Regions from separate parts of the Mus musculus genome. Here all the other regions are linked to region 2. Evidence: chromatin contacts called from public Hi-C and HiChIP or PLAC-seq data. All regions are on one chromosome and are shown on one strand. Each heading gives the region's core, a stretch centred on a gene start, on an enhancer-like site or on the middle of the called end of the contact. The rest is flanking DNA. Distances are from core to core; before and after follow the strand shown. Region 1 overlaps Vav2 (vav 2 oncogene). Region 2 holds the start of Sardh (sarcosine dehydrogenase). Region 3 overlaps Vav2 (vav 2 oncogene).

Region 1 (4,039 bases), core at 1,335-3,834, 40 kb before region 2:
CAGTCAGGACAATCTCTCAGACATGGCCACACAAGACCGTGTGATCAATGCAGTTCTCTAACTGAAGTGCCCTCAGTGAAAACTAATACAGCAGGGAATCTAAAAGCCTTTAATGTCCCCAATGCAAAGCAGAAAACCATTCATCCAGCCAGTGTCTGGGCTGTCACTGCCCTGGAGCTAAGCTTTCCTCAGGGTTGCAGTACACACTCCATGCAACTCTGTTAGCTGGCTGCTTTGCCTCCGGAGCTCTACTGTCTCTGTGGGAATCTCCTTCCCAGACGTGCACTTCTGTGACTCCTGCCAGGGTGCACAGGGCCACACACGCTCAGATCTGTCGCTGCTGTTGATTTAGAACAAAACCCACCCTTTATAAACTGTGGCTTCTGGTAGGGAGCTGCCAGTAGCAAGGTTTGTAGGCTGGCCCTTGAAGTGATCCCAGAAGCAAGAGAGGCCATAAGGGAGGTAGGAACTGGCTCCAGGATGTGGGTCTGGCTTTTGTGTGCCGGGGATTTCCTCTCTGCTCTGCTTTCTGGGTAGGATCCCTGCTGTTCTGTCCCAGCCGCCCCTGGGCATTGCTTCCAGACCATTTCAAACTTTCTGAAGCAAAGTGAGCACTGCCCCCTGGTGACTGACTAGAGGATTGCAGTACTATGTAGGGCTCATACCTTCCCCCCACTCCATCTCCCCCAGCCACTTACAGAATACCCAGGCTCTTCAGGGAAGGTGGGACAGGGGCTTCGTGAGAGCAGAAAGGTCTAAACAGTGGCTGTGTGTGACCCACTGTGGCTTATCCATGCTGGGCTGCATCTCCATTCTGACACAGAAGGCCTTCTGAGTGAGGGGAACCTGGATTTGGGGGTTCCCAGCACCCTCTTCAGCATAGTGTGTACTCTGGGTTCAAATGTTGTGTTCTTCACCTTATTCCTTCCTGGTTCCCTGTGTGTGGTGGTTTTTACTCCCATAGCCCAGAGTTGGAGTGGCCCCAGGCAAGATGGAGGAAGAGTGTGGAATGACCAGCTGGGCTAGGAAGGGGCTGGGAGGTCACCCCGTGTGTGACTCAGTGCCCTGATCCTGTCTTGATTTCCAGGACTTGGCCATGTACATCAATGAAGTGAAGCGGGACAAGGAGACCTTGAAGAAGATTAGCGAGTTCCAGTGCTCCATAGAAAACCTGGTAAGCCGTGGCTGCCTGCGAAGCCTGCCGGGAGTAGGAGGGAGGTCGGGCAGTATCAGCCTTCATCCAGTTCTACCTACTGTGCGGATGAGGTCATCCACGTGTAGGGCTCAGGAGATGGATGTCCTATTGACAGCCTGGCTCTCTTTCTCCCTTCCCAGCCTGAACCCCAGGCTGTGGCGACCAGAGGCAGGACGCTTCGTCTGCTCTGTGGCCCTCCTGTTTCCCTGTCCTCAGGGTGGGCAGTGGGCAGGGTTCGGCTTGGGGGTGGGGCCACGGTCATCTCAACCTGAGAGCTGGCCCTCAGCTTGCCCCTTGTCTAGGAATCAGACTGGGGGCTGTCAGTCAGGGTTGGCCCTCTCTCAGGCATACTCCGGGGAGAAGAGATGAGCTGTTCCTGGACTCAGCCCTGCTTGGCCCCATGTTGGGTCTAGGTCTCTCTGTGTTGGGGTGTTCTGCAATAGGAGACCTTAAGCACGCCCTTGCCCCCACCCATCGGATGCTAATAGCGCCCTCAACCCCAAGTGATGACTGCTCCTCCAAATGCCGTCTGATTCCCAGAGTCATTTTGATATTGAACCATTGATTTTTTTCCCCGCTCAAACATCCCCTCTTCTTGGAGATTTTCCTGGAGAGCTTGGCGAAGTAGAAACCTGGAAGCCCGATATCTAGGCTGGCATACCCATCTTCATCTCCAGAGGAACCCTCTACAGAGCTGGCTGGCTCATCAGAGGGCAAGGAGAACTGCCAAGCAGTGTCTGATGAGTGCTCTGTCTACATGTGTGCTTGCACGCCAGAAGAGGGCGTCAGACCCGGGACAGATGGTTGTGAGCCACCATGTGGTTGCTGGGAATCAAACTCAGAGCCTCTTAACCGCTGGGCCATCTCTCCAGCCCATTCTTATGTGTCATGAGTGTGACCTGAAGCATGAACATTTGTGGGGTTCAGACCATTTGCCAGTCATCCCTGCTTTCTGATCACTGCACAGTTAACACACTGCTTTTGAACACAGGGGAGTTTGCTTTGGTGTTGTGAGTCATGTTTGCTCTTTAAATGACAAGGAATGGGATGTGAGTGTGGTTTAGTTGGCAGAGTGCTTGCCTTTCATGCACAGGGCCCTGAGTAAACTGGACTCAGGGGCACTAACTGTAATCCAGCATCGGGGGCAGGGGAGGAGGAAGGCGGAGGCAGGAGGATCAGCGTTGTCTTTGGCCACACAGCATCCAGGCCAGTGTGGGATACTCCAGGCCCTATCTCACAAAGAACGGTGATCCATGGATCTCGGTGTTTCTGGTATATGACAGCCAAGCTGCATGCAGTCTTGGTGCTGTCTCTAGGAGAAGGCACCTGGATTTATATGTCCTGTGTGATGGGGACAAAGGGGCATAGCAGAGTCCCCGAGCAGATGTGAATCATGCTCTGTGTCAGGCCAAGGCCAGCCTCTGTCATACTGAAGTCAGACCTAGGAGTTTTCACAGAGTACAGGGACCAGGCCTCCAGGCCCATGTGACCACCCACAGGCATAGCCACTTCCCCTGGAACCCGACCTCTGCCTTCTCCTGAATAGACTTGTCCCTTGAAGAGGATACAGAGGACAGTGGAAAGGCAGATCTCTCTGTATTAAACAGAACAGAGAGGCACAGTCCAAGCAGAAGCGGAAATGGAGACTTGATGGCCAGTGGTGGCGGGGCTGGGCATAGATTGCTTTCTGTGGAGGATGAACCCGGCTGGACCCCGCCTGTGGTTGCCGCTCAGTCCAGTGGTGCTGCTTGCTTGCTTTATTTGCTCTCTTAGGGCTGGACCTCTGGCTTTTCCTACAGCTCCGGGTTCCACACAAGGGCCGCCTGTGAGCATGACCAGACCATCAATTGCCCTTTGTTCCCAGGGCTCAAGGGAGTCCCCATTGTGGCCCCCTGAGAGGGGACAGGCTTGGCTCATTCATGGGCTACCCAGTCACCGTAGGCACATTTTCCTAGATCACACCTGGGTCTTTCTGTCCTGCCCTGGGCATGCCTACTTTTCTCCCTGTCTAGCAATGCAGAGGTTGTCCACCCTTGGACTAACAGTCCTTGCCTTTCCAGCAAGTGAAGCTGGAGGAATTTGGGAGGCCAAAGATTGACGGGGAGCTTAAAGTCCGGTCCATAGTCAACCACACCAAGCAAGACAGGTGAGTGGGGTGATGTTCGGCACCCCATCCCCCTTTAGCCTGGGGACCCCACTCCTAGGAGGCCTGAGACAGACCCTCCTGTGGGAAGAAGGACAGCAAGGCAGGCGCCATGCAGCTGTTTAAATCACTTCCTTTCCTCTCTCCACAATTCCTCTGTGTCTGTCACACAGCAATAGCCACAAAAGGGCACTGCCCTGCCTGTGGTGGGCTGTGAGCTGGCCTGGGAGTCGAAGCTGGGACACAGAGAGGTCTGGCCTCTGGGGAGCTCCTTGCCCAGTGGGAGTAGATAGGCAGGTGTGGGCGGAGTCAGGACAAGTCAGCCGTCTAGGAAACGTCACAACAGACTTGGGTTCTGGGGGCACAGAGGAGAGAATTGGTAGTGGCCTTTGAATAGTGCTCCAAGGGAGATAAAGACAGAGGGCCGAGGATCTTCTGCATGAAGGTGGCATTCAGGACGACTTTATGGGAGCAGTGGCTTCCTGACCGAGAGTCATTGTGCCATGTGGACCTGACAGAAAGGAGGGTCTCACCTTGGAGAGAGGGCAGCCTGTACAAGCCTTGGCCCTCTTGGTTTAACACACTGGCTGTGGTCTCAGGGACAGGAGTCAGGCAGGGATATAGGCTCTTCACACAGAGCATGGCTGTCCTGACACTGGGTGCCCTATGTGGCCAGGTACCTGTTCCTATTTGACAAGGTG
Region 2 (3,602 bases), core at 945-3,444:
AAGTACTTATACATTTCAAAGCTCCCCAGTCCAGCCTACAGGCTCCCTTCCTCCCAGATACCCAATCTTCTTATAACCCCCAAGATCCTCCCCACCCCCTTTTCTACCCACAGGGCTACTTTTGTTTTTTGTAACCATGCCCCTCCCATAAACTAGGAGAGTCAAAAAAAATCAGAAAGTTCTAAGAATGCTATAAAACTGACAGTAGTGTGGGGTGATATGATGGCTTTATTCTCAGTCGCCAACTTGACTATATCTGAAATGAACTGTAATCCAGAAATGACGGCACATCTGTGATCCAGATCTTGAGGCTGAAAGACACGTGCTTTTGATCCAGGTCTTGAGGCAGAGTGGCCATGAAAGCTTAGGACCAGGCAAGGTGGCACATGCCTTTAATCCCAGGAAAAAGAGGCAAGCAGATCTCTGAGTTCAAGGCCAGCCTGGGACAGAGCAAGTTCTAAGAAAGAACGGTTTAAGTGTAGGCATGGTGGTGGCACACCTTTAATCCGAGCCAAATCTTCTGCTGGAGGCCTACATAAGGACATTGGGAGAAGAAAGACTCACTCTTCTTCGCCTGCTTGCAATTATTTGCTAGCACATCTGTTGGAACCTGCTTCTTCAGGATTCCAGCTTACACAGAAGACCAACAGAAACATCCAGCCTCCTGGAACTGAGCAACTACTAGATTCTTGGACTTCCCATTCGCAGCTGCCCATTGTTGGGTTAGTTGGACTGCAGACTGTAAGTCGTTACAATAAATCCCCTTAGACACTCCATAAGTTCTGTGACTCTAGTCTAACAAAGGGGGAATAAGGTGGAATGGGATTGTGGGAGTAGGGCGGGGTGGAGGATGGGATAGGGTAGGTTGGACCACAATTCTGCCTGGTGGCAGGAGAGATGAGGAGAGCAGCCTACATCCATGCCAGTGTCAGAAGGACCTTGCCCTTTAGACCCTGGATATGAGCTGTGCCCTTCAGCACTCATGGGCACAGCCTCCCTCTCCTTGACCTGCGCAGGATAACATGCTGGGGTCAACAACAACTCCTACAGTGCTGACCAGCCACCAGTCCCAGCCTGCAGCCACCACCCCTGTCCAAAGTCCTGGTGATTATGCAACTGTTAGAGTTTGCCTGGCCCAGCCATTGCCCCAGGGCTATATTAACTAGGTGTCTGTCCCTCACACACCACGGAGGCTGGGACACAGAAGAAGGCTTAGGCAAGGTTTTTACCTCCTTCTCTCTAGTCAGCTTGTCTGGTGAGCAGAGCCTGACCTCAGTTTTGTTTGGGTTTGTTGGGATAAGCTACACGTGGGCAGGTCAGGGGTCCCTTATCTCGGGATCCCACATTGTCCCGAAGAAGTCTCATGCTGGTGGGGCCAGCAACCAGCCTCAAGGCAGAGATTGAGACCTTTGGCAACAGTGGTTAACCAGAAAGTTTCTGCTCCCTTTCTGAAATGAGCAGCTCCGTGGGCAGCCATGAGGGGGCCCCTCCCTCCATCTTTGCTTTCTGGTTCATAAGCCCCTGGATGCCAGACCTGGGTTCCCAGGAGCTACTTTGTATGCAGTAGGTGCTCAGTAAATGTACGTTAGAGACAAGCTGACAGCAAGGCACATAGATGGACAGCTCTGTGCCAGTAAAAGTATCTAGTTGTGAATTCCAGCACCCCATCTCTAGTACCTCCTCTGATTCTTTGGATATCCAGAGGTTTTGAAACATACACCTGGAATGGGCACAGACTATGGGCAGCTGCCTGACTTCCTCCATAGCCTGTCTGATCCCAGGAGTGAGCAAGCTGGGGTTGGAAACATAGACTAGTGCCAAGATGATCTCACCAGGGGCCTCAAGTCTACCTACACAGCCAACTACAGATGGAGCTGGCTTCGGGGGTGGGGAACCAGGGTAGGCAAGGTTGGGAAGGCAGGATGCCCAGGGTCATCACAGCAGTATGGAGACCCCTGGATTAGAGATGAGGAAGGAAATACGAGAAAGAGGTCATCCACAGAGCTGGGCTCTGGTTTCACAGTCCTTCTCTGCTGGCCAGCCAGGAGAACTGCCCACTTGGCAGCTGTCCCAGCTGGGTTGTCCAGGAAGCTGGGGTGGTGGGAGGAACATTCCTGCCCCGGTTGTAGTCCGGACCAGCAGCAAGGGAGTGGGTGGCTTGTTCAGCTAGACCCAGATGCAGCCTGGGAAAGAAGGGAGGGGCAGTGTCCCCGACAGCCCCTTCATGGGCAGGGTTGGAGCTAGCTGCTTGCTAGCTGGGACCTCCCTCTTCTTCTGGTTGAAAGACCGTGGAGTAGATGGGACGGCCATGGATAACTGTGGGAGGGCAGGAGGGGGGGTCCCTTATGAGAGGGCTCTGCAGAGTGTCTTCCCCTCTTGGGCTCTTTCTCATACCCTTCTAGTGCTGCCTTAAAAAAGGGCCCTGTGTCTGAGGCCTCAGGTCTGTGACTGAGTTCTCATTCCCTGTGTCCTGTGCCCTGGCCCTTGGAAAGCTGAGGGAGAGAGCTGCAGAGGCCAGAGGGCAGGTTAATGAAGTACCTGTTCTGAAGGAGGAGGAGCAGGCTGGGGGCCTGGCTGCCCCACCCCCCACCCCTGCTCTGACTAGCTGGGCTGGCAAGGAAGGAGCACGTGGCAGCTCCTTGGGCCAGCAGCATTGGCACTGGGCATAGTTTGCAGAGGAAGGAGGCTCCTCTGGCATGTATGCAGTGCCTGGCATGGTGTCCTAAGGTAGAGGCACTGTTTGGACTTGCAGAGCCCCGATTGGATCCATATCATGCTGACTTTTCCTTGCTAGGAACCTCTCAGGAGCTTCTGGAAGACCAAGGAACCCATTGAAAGACTAAGGTATGTATAGATCCCTGCTGACAGGAATACCTTCCTGTCTCATTCATGGAAACCACAGAAGACTTGACAGCTGTCACTGTAGGGATGGGGATGGCTCAAGAGACTGTAAGGACAAGGACAGCTCCTGCCTGAAAATCCAACCCCTCCCCACTCCAGAGGTTGCTCAGAGTATAGACCCCTTGGAGTCGGGTACCGAGGTGGGTGGCTTGACTCTGACCCATTCTTAACCCTACTGTGCTCAGTGAGGGTTCACCGTGGTCACAAGTGGGACATGGTGACACCGAGGGTCCCAATCTGCAGGCTGGGAGGGAACAGGGGAGTATTTGGCTTTCAGATCACAGCGCAGTTTGTTCAGTGCGGCCAAACAGAGGCCCATGACAGACGCTTCCCTTACTTCAGTCTCGTCCCTAAAGTGGAGACAAAAGTCAGGGGAGCCAGCCCAGTCTGTGGGAGTGAGTTAATACACAGAGCTTGTCACCCACAGTGGATGATGAAAGCGACTTTCTCGGTTAACTAGACACTGAGTTCCCAAGTAACAGTCTTTAATACTAAAGAAGCCAGCCCCACTCAGCCAAAGCCTTTGCTTTGACTGCTGATCCCAGGAAAGAGCGTGAGAGATCCCTTGGAGGCATCTTTCTTTCTTCCCTGGTCTGGGAGGAATCCCAGACTCTAAGCACCATCAATCCTGGTAGATCTTTTTTCTTTCTCTCTCTCTCTTTCTTTCTTTCTTTCTTTCTTTCTTTCTTTCTTTCTTTCTT
Region 3 (4,080 bases), core at 450-2,949, 64 kb before region 2:
GTGGAGGTGGGGAGTAGGGGGTGTGTGTGGGGGAGGATCCTTCTTGTTACGTCTCCCGCTCTCTAACTCTTAAGATGTATGCAGCAGCAGGCAAGGCTCAGGATATCACAGGACCAAGTCAGCCACAGGCTTTCTGTTCTGGCAGAGGCAGCCAGAGTGGGAGTGTTAAAGCCATGTGTGGACATCTTCCAGCTGGGAGCAGAGAGCTTTGTCCTAATGGGGTCTTGCAAATCCAATGATGTCTTTTAGAAACCCTGAGAGATAAAAACTTGGCCTTTCTGGTGTCATGCCTGTTGTGTTGGGCACAGATGTGACACACAGCAGCATATTAAGAGAAAACGTTGCAAAATGAGTAGTCACCTCTGAGAAGCCACCCAAAGTCCTGCCATGTTAAAAGGATGCCTTCTCTAGATGTTTGTCCGGAGCACTGGGCGACCTTGACACTGAGTTTCCATTGTTTTTCTATATCCCCGTCCTGGTTGGTTGAGCTTCCTTAGGGTCATTTGTAAGGAACAAAGCAGGCAGATTGCGTGACCCGAGCCCAGCATGGAGTGATAGATGGAAGAGCCAGGATCAGCGAGATGGCTCAGCAGGTGAAGGTGCTTGCTGCCAAGCCTGACAGCCTGAGTTCAGTTCCCGGGACCTATAAGACAGAAGGAGAGCACTGACTTCTTCTCATTATCCTCTGGTCTTCACACTGTGCCTTGGTACTTGTCCCCGCCCATAGAGGGGGTGGGCAGGACACCGGGTGGCAATGGATGCCCAGAACATGGACGTGCAGTCCTTGTGTGAAGCATCCTTTCGTGTCCCTCACATTGCTCCTGCAGAGTCCCATGTCACCTCAGCCTCAGTCACACAGGTGGGCTCTGCCCTCCATTTTGCAGTTGGTTGATAGAGAGCTTCAGGAGGGGAAGTGCCTTGCTGGAGGCCACACAGCCCACACCATGTGACAAAGGAGGAACTGAAATACTGGGCCATCTGTCAGGGGCCTAGGATGTCCCTATGGGACTAGCCTTGTGACCCAGTGCTACCTTGTCTATCAGTCTGTCTGTAACTGTCCATCTATGGATATTTCTAGGCACTTCTGCTTGGAAGGGATTCCCAGAAAAGAGGCAGTTGCTTCGTTTGTGTGTGTGTGTGTGTGTGTGTGTGTGTGTGTGTGTGTTGTGGGGGGACAGAGCCCCAGCAGACTTGAAACCAGGTAGGTATGGTCAGATGGTTCCCTGCTCCTACCTGCAGTCAAGAGTGATTCCTCTCACAGAGAGTGATTAAAAGTGTCGAGGTGCCGGGCGTGGTGGCGCACGCCTTTAATCCCAGCACTTGGGAGGCAGAGGCAGGTGAATTTCTGAGTTCGAGGCCAGCCTGGTCTACAGAGTGAGTTCCAGGACAGCCAGAGCTACACAAAGAAACCCTGTCTCAAAAAACAAAACAAACAAACAAACAAACAAACAAAAAAAAAGTGTTGAGGTGTCTTGCCTGTCTGTATGTCCCCGCACGCAGACCATCCAGTCCACAGCAGCCACTCTTTGCTGCCTGTGCCCTGAGATGAACTATAGTCTGGTGTGGGCTGAGGTCACAAAAAATGTCCCCTTTGGTTTCCTAGTAACAAGTTCATGGTGGCTTGTCACAGGCCTGCCTGCCAGCTTCATGCCAGAGGCTGCGTTCACACTGTGTGCCAAGCCTATCAGCTTGATCTTTGTGTCCTCTGTAAACACCCAGTGCCCAAGGCAGAGGGCAGTTGCTCATTTCTCCCTGTTTTGCAGAGTGAGTGAGCTGGGCAGCTGCCTCGTTGAAAAGCAGGATACCAGAGACAGCTACCATGCGGGCTAGTGAGTGAGGCTGTGGGCCACAGAGGCACAGGCAGAGCTCCCGGAAGAGCGCCGTCAGGTCTAAGGAGTCATTGCTGGGATGCAGCATCTCTCAGTGCAGCAGCTTCAGGAAGCTTCAGGAGGGAGAGGCTGGGGCAGAAGGGGTTGGGCAGGTGGGGCAGGTAAGGGGCCATCACACCATGTGACCCAGCTGTGTCTGATTGTCATAGTCCTGCCACTGTGTGGGATTGCCACCACACACACACACACACACACACACACACACACACACACACACACACACACACACACACGTACATTCTTTCTTGTGTATTCTCATGGCAGCAGGACCAAGAGGGGTGATGTCTATAAGCCTGAGAGGCCCGTGTAGCCCCTGGGCTTCCATGGCCTAGCCTTTGTCCTCATTTTAATTTGGTGTCATAAGGCATGTGAAAAGCCCTGGGATCGTCCCAGCCTTCTCTCTGTGTGAATGCCTAATACACACATGAGCACATCAACCTTGGCTGCATTCCTTGGGTGCCATTTTTTGTTTGTTTGTTTTCTTTTGAAAGAGGTTCTGTCAGTGGCCTTGTTCTCCCATTAAGTCAGCTTGGCAGGCCAGCAAGTCCCAGACGCCTACCTTTCTCCACCTCCCCAGACCTGAGATCACAAGCACTATACCCCCCTAAAGTGGACGCTGGGGATGCCATCATACAGCCTGAGCTTGTCACCTCGCAAAGTGACACCAAAGTAACCCCCTTCTCATCTAAGCATTGTCCCCTGCCATGCTTCCACCTTGAAGCCATCTCTATCCTAAGGATCAACAAGGGTTTGGGTGCAGAACTGGTCTTAGGATGGATATGGGTCAACCCAAAAGTATCTGACTGTTGCTTGATTATGTTGATCACGGAGATTATCGTATGGTTTTTACTTTACTATGTCTGATTTTACTTTTAGTTTTATTTTCTTTTTTAAGAGAGCTCTTCTTTGTTCGCTTCATTTCTCTGGTACTTTGGAGTATACGTATGTGAAACTTCAGTTCATGCATGAAACTGTTTGTTGACCTGAATTAATTAAGTAATGGGCAGAGACTGCATCATATAAATGCAGATGGCATCGGTGTAGAGAGTCTGCTCGGGGCTCCCTTGTGGCTCTGTGTGTCAGCCCAGGATACAGACAGGAATCAGATTGGCTGCTTCTGGGCAGGAGGCAGAGTGGAGATGGGGGGGTGGGGGGGAGTCTGCAACTTTGAGGCTCTGTCACCCTAGGTTAAGGCACTAGAACAGGTTTACACACACACACACACACACACACACACATACACACTCACACTCACATACCCTTTCTTTTCTGGCTGACCATGCTTGACCTGAGGGTGTTTAAGAGAGATGGTGGGAAGTGGTGTGTGAAACACATCCTGCCAGGATAGATATTCCTGCTCACCATTGAGTTTTTGGGAAGGTAAGATCTGAATACAACAGTAAATAATGTGTTGGGTGATCATTCTAGGGGTGTTCTCAAATCTCTGTATGGTGTGATGTTGGGCTATCTGCTGGGCGCTATTCCCAGTTTCTCAGTACCATTCGATGATGCTAAGATTTCTGCTGTAGGGTGTTCCCAGAGTCCCAGTACCATGTGATGCTGTCGTATCTGTTAGGGGATGTTCCCAGTATCTTAGTTTCCTGTGAATGGTGTTTCCAGCTGCCCAGTCCTGTAGTCTTGTTTGTTCTGTGACCAGAGGGACAAACCTTAGTCTCCCCTTTCCTACCTGATGATTCCCTCAGAGGCTTTTCTGTATGTGCTCATTGGAGGACGGCCACTCCAATCACTGTATTGTCACACATAATGCTACCCTCTAAGCCTCCATTTATGCTGGTTGCTTGATATCTAAGGAGATCTGGCTTTCTTCAATGACAGAATGGTAGGGTCAGACTAACATTCCTCCAGCCAGTAATGCCAGTGTAATCAGAGGCACTGGACAGCAGCCAAAAGCTGAGAGAAAGTGGAGGGAATATCCTCACACACATCTATCAGTGAGAGATTGTCTAGATCAGGTTTGCCCCTGGGCATATCTGTGAGGGATCATGTTCATTGAGATGGGAAAGCCTAGTCCACTGTGGGCGGCTCCATTCCCTAGCAGGGGATCATGGGCTCCGTAAGAGTGGAGAGAGTAAGCTGAGCACCAGCATGTTACCACTCTAGCATGCACCCGTAATCCATCGCTCTTTGATGTGATCTACATGTGGTATGACGGGCTGCTGCAAGTTCCTGC

What was found. Hi-C and Micro-C count contacts between places; a contact is called where the count stands out from the background. HiChIP or PLAC-seq counts read pairs in DNA pulled down with a chosen protein or histone mark.
Region 1: a contact with region 2 is called in an HNF4G HiChIP or PLAC-seq map of pancreatic cancer cells. The contact joins the enhancer-like site here to the promoter of Sardh in region 2. A contact is called at or near these places in 2 of 39 promoter capture datasets (embryonic stem cells and macrophages), 1 of 15 datasets of contacts at CTCF or cohesin (pro-B cells), 7 of 484 Hi-C or Micro-C datasets (the 63-12 cell line, the CH12 cell line, the N1E-115 cell line and 4 more), 2 of 115 datasets of contacts at active chromatin or transcription factors (embryonic stem cells and pancreatic cancer cells) and 3 of 9 other capture datasets (adipose tissue, liver and pancreatic islet).
Region 3: a contact with region 2 is called in a Hi-C map of liver, with 3 times the contacts expected there. The contact joins the enhancer-like site here to the promoter of Sardh in region 2. A contact is called at or near these places in 1 of 39 promoter capture datasets (macrophages), 1 of 484 Hi-C or Micro-C datasets (liver), 1 of 115 datasets of contacts at active chromatin or transcription factors (pancreatic cancer cells) and 1 of 9 other capture datasets (adipose tissue).

The regions. Positions count from the first base shown.
Region 1 is chr2:27,285,741-27,289,779 of GRCm38.p6, reverse strand. Vav2 (vav 2 oncogene) reads left to right here. Exons shown (of 28, transcript NM_009500.2): 12 at 1,088-1,174; 13 at 3,256-3,341; 14 at 4,015-4,039. Among named protein-coding and RNA genes, the nearest start is that of Sardh, 40 kb to the right of the region's middle. Within about 2 kb of position 2,584, at least 29 of the 459 cell types and tissues checked have an H3K27ac peak or open chromatin away from gene starts, as enhancers often do. A contact at or near this core is called in pancreatic cancer cells, where this site is marked.
Region 2 is chr2:27,245,895-27,249,496 of GRCm38.p6, reverse strand. It overlaps Sardh (sarcosine dehydrogenase), which reads left to right and starts at 2,194. Exons shown (of 21, transcript NM_138665.2): 1 at 2,194-2,844.
Region 3 is chr2:27,308,685-27,312,764 of GRCm38.p6, reverse strand. All of the region lies in intron 4 of Vav2 (vav 2 oncogene), which reads left to right. Among named protein-coding and RNA genes, the nearest start is that of Sardh, 63 kb to the right of the region's middle. Within about 2 kb of position 1,699, at least 96 of the 459 cell types and tissues checked have an H3K27ac peak or open chromatin away from gene starts, as enhancers often do. A contact at or near this core is called in adipose tissue and liver, where this site is marked.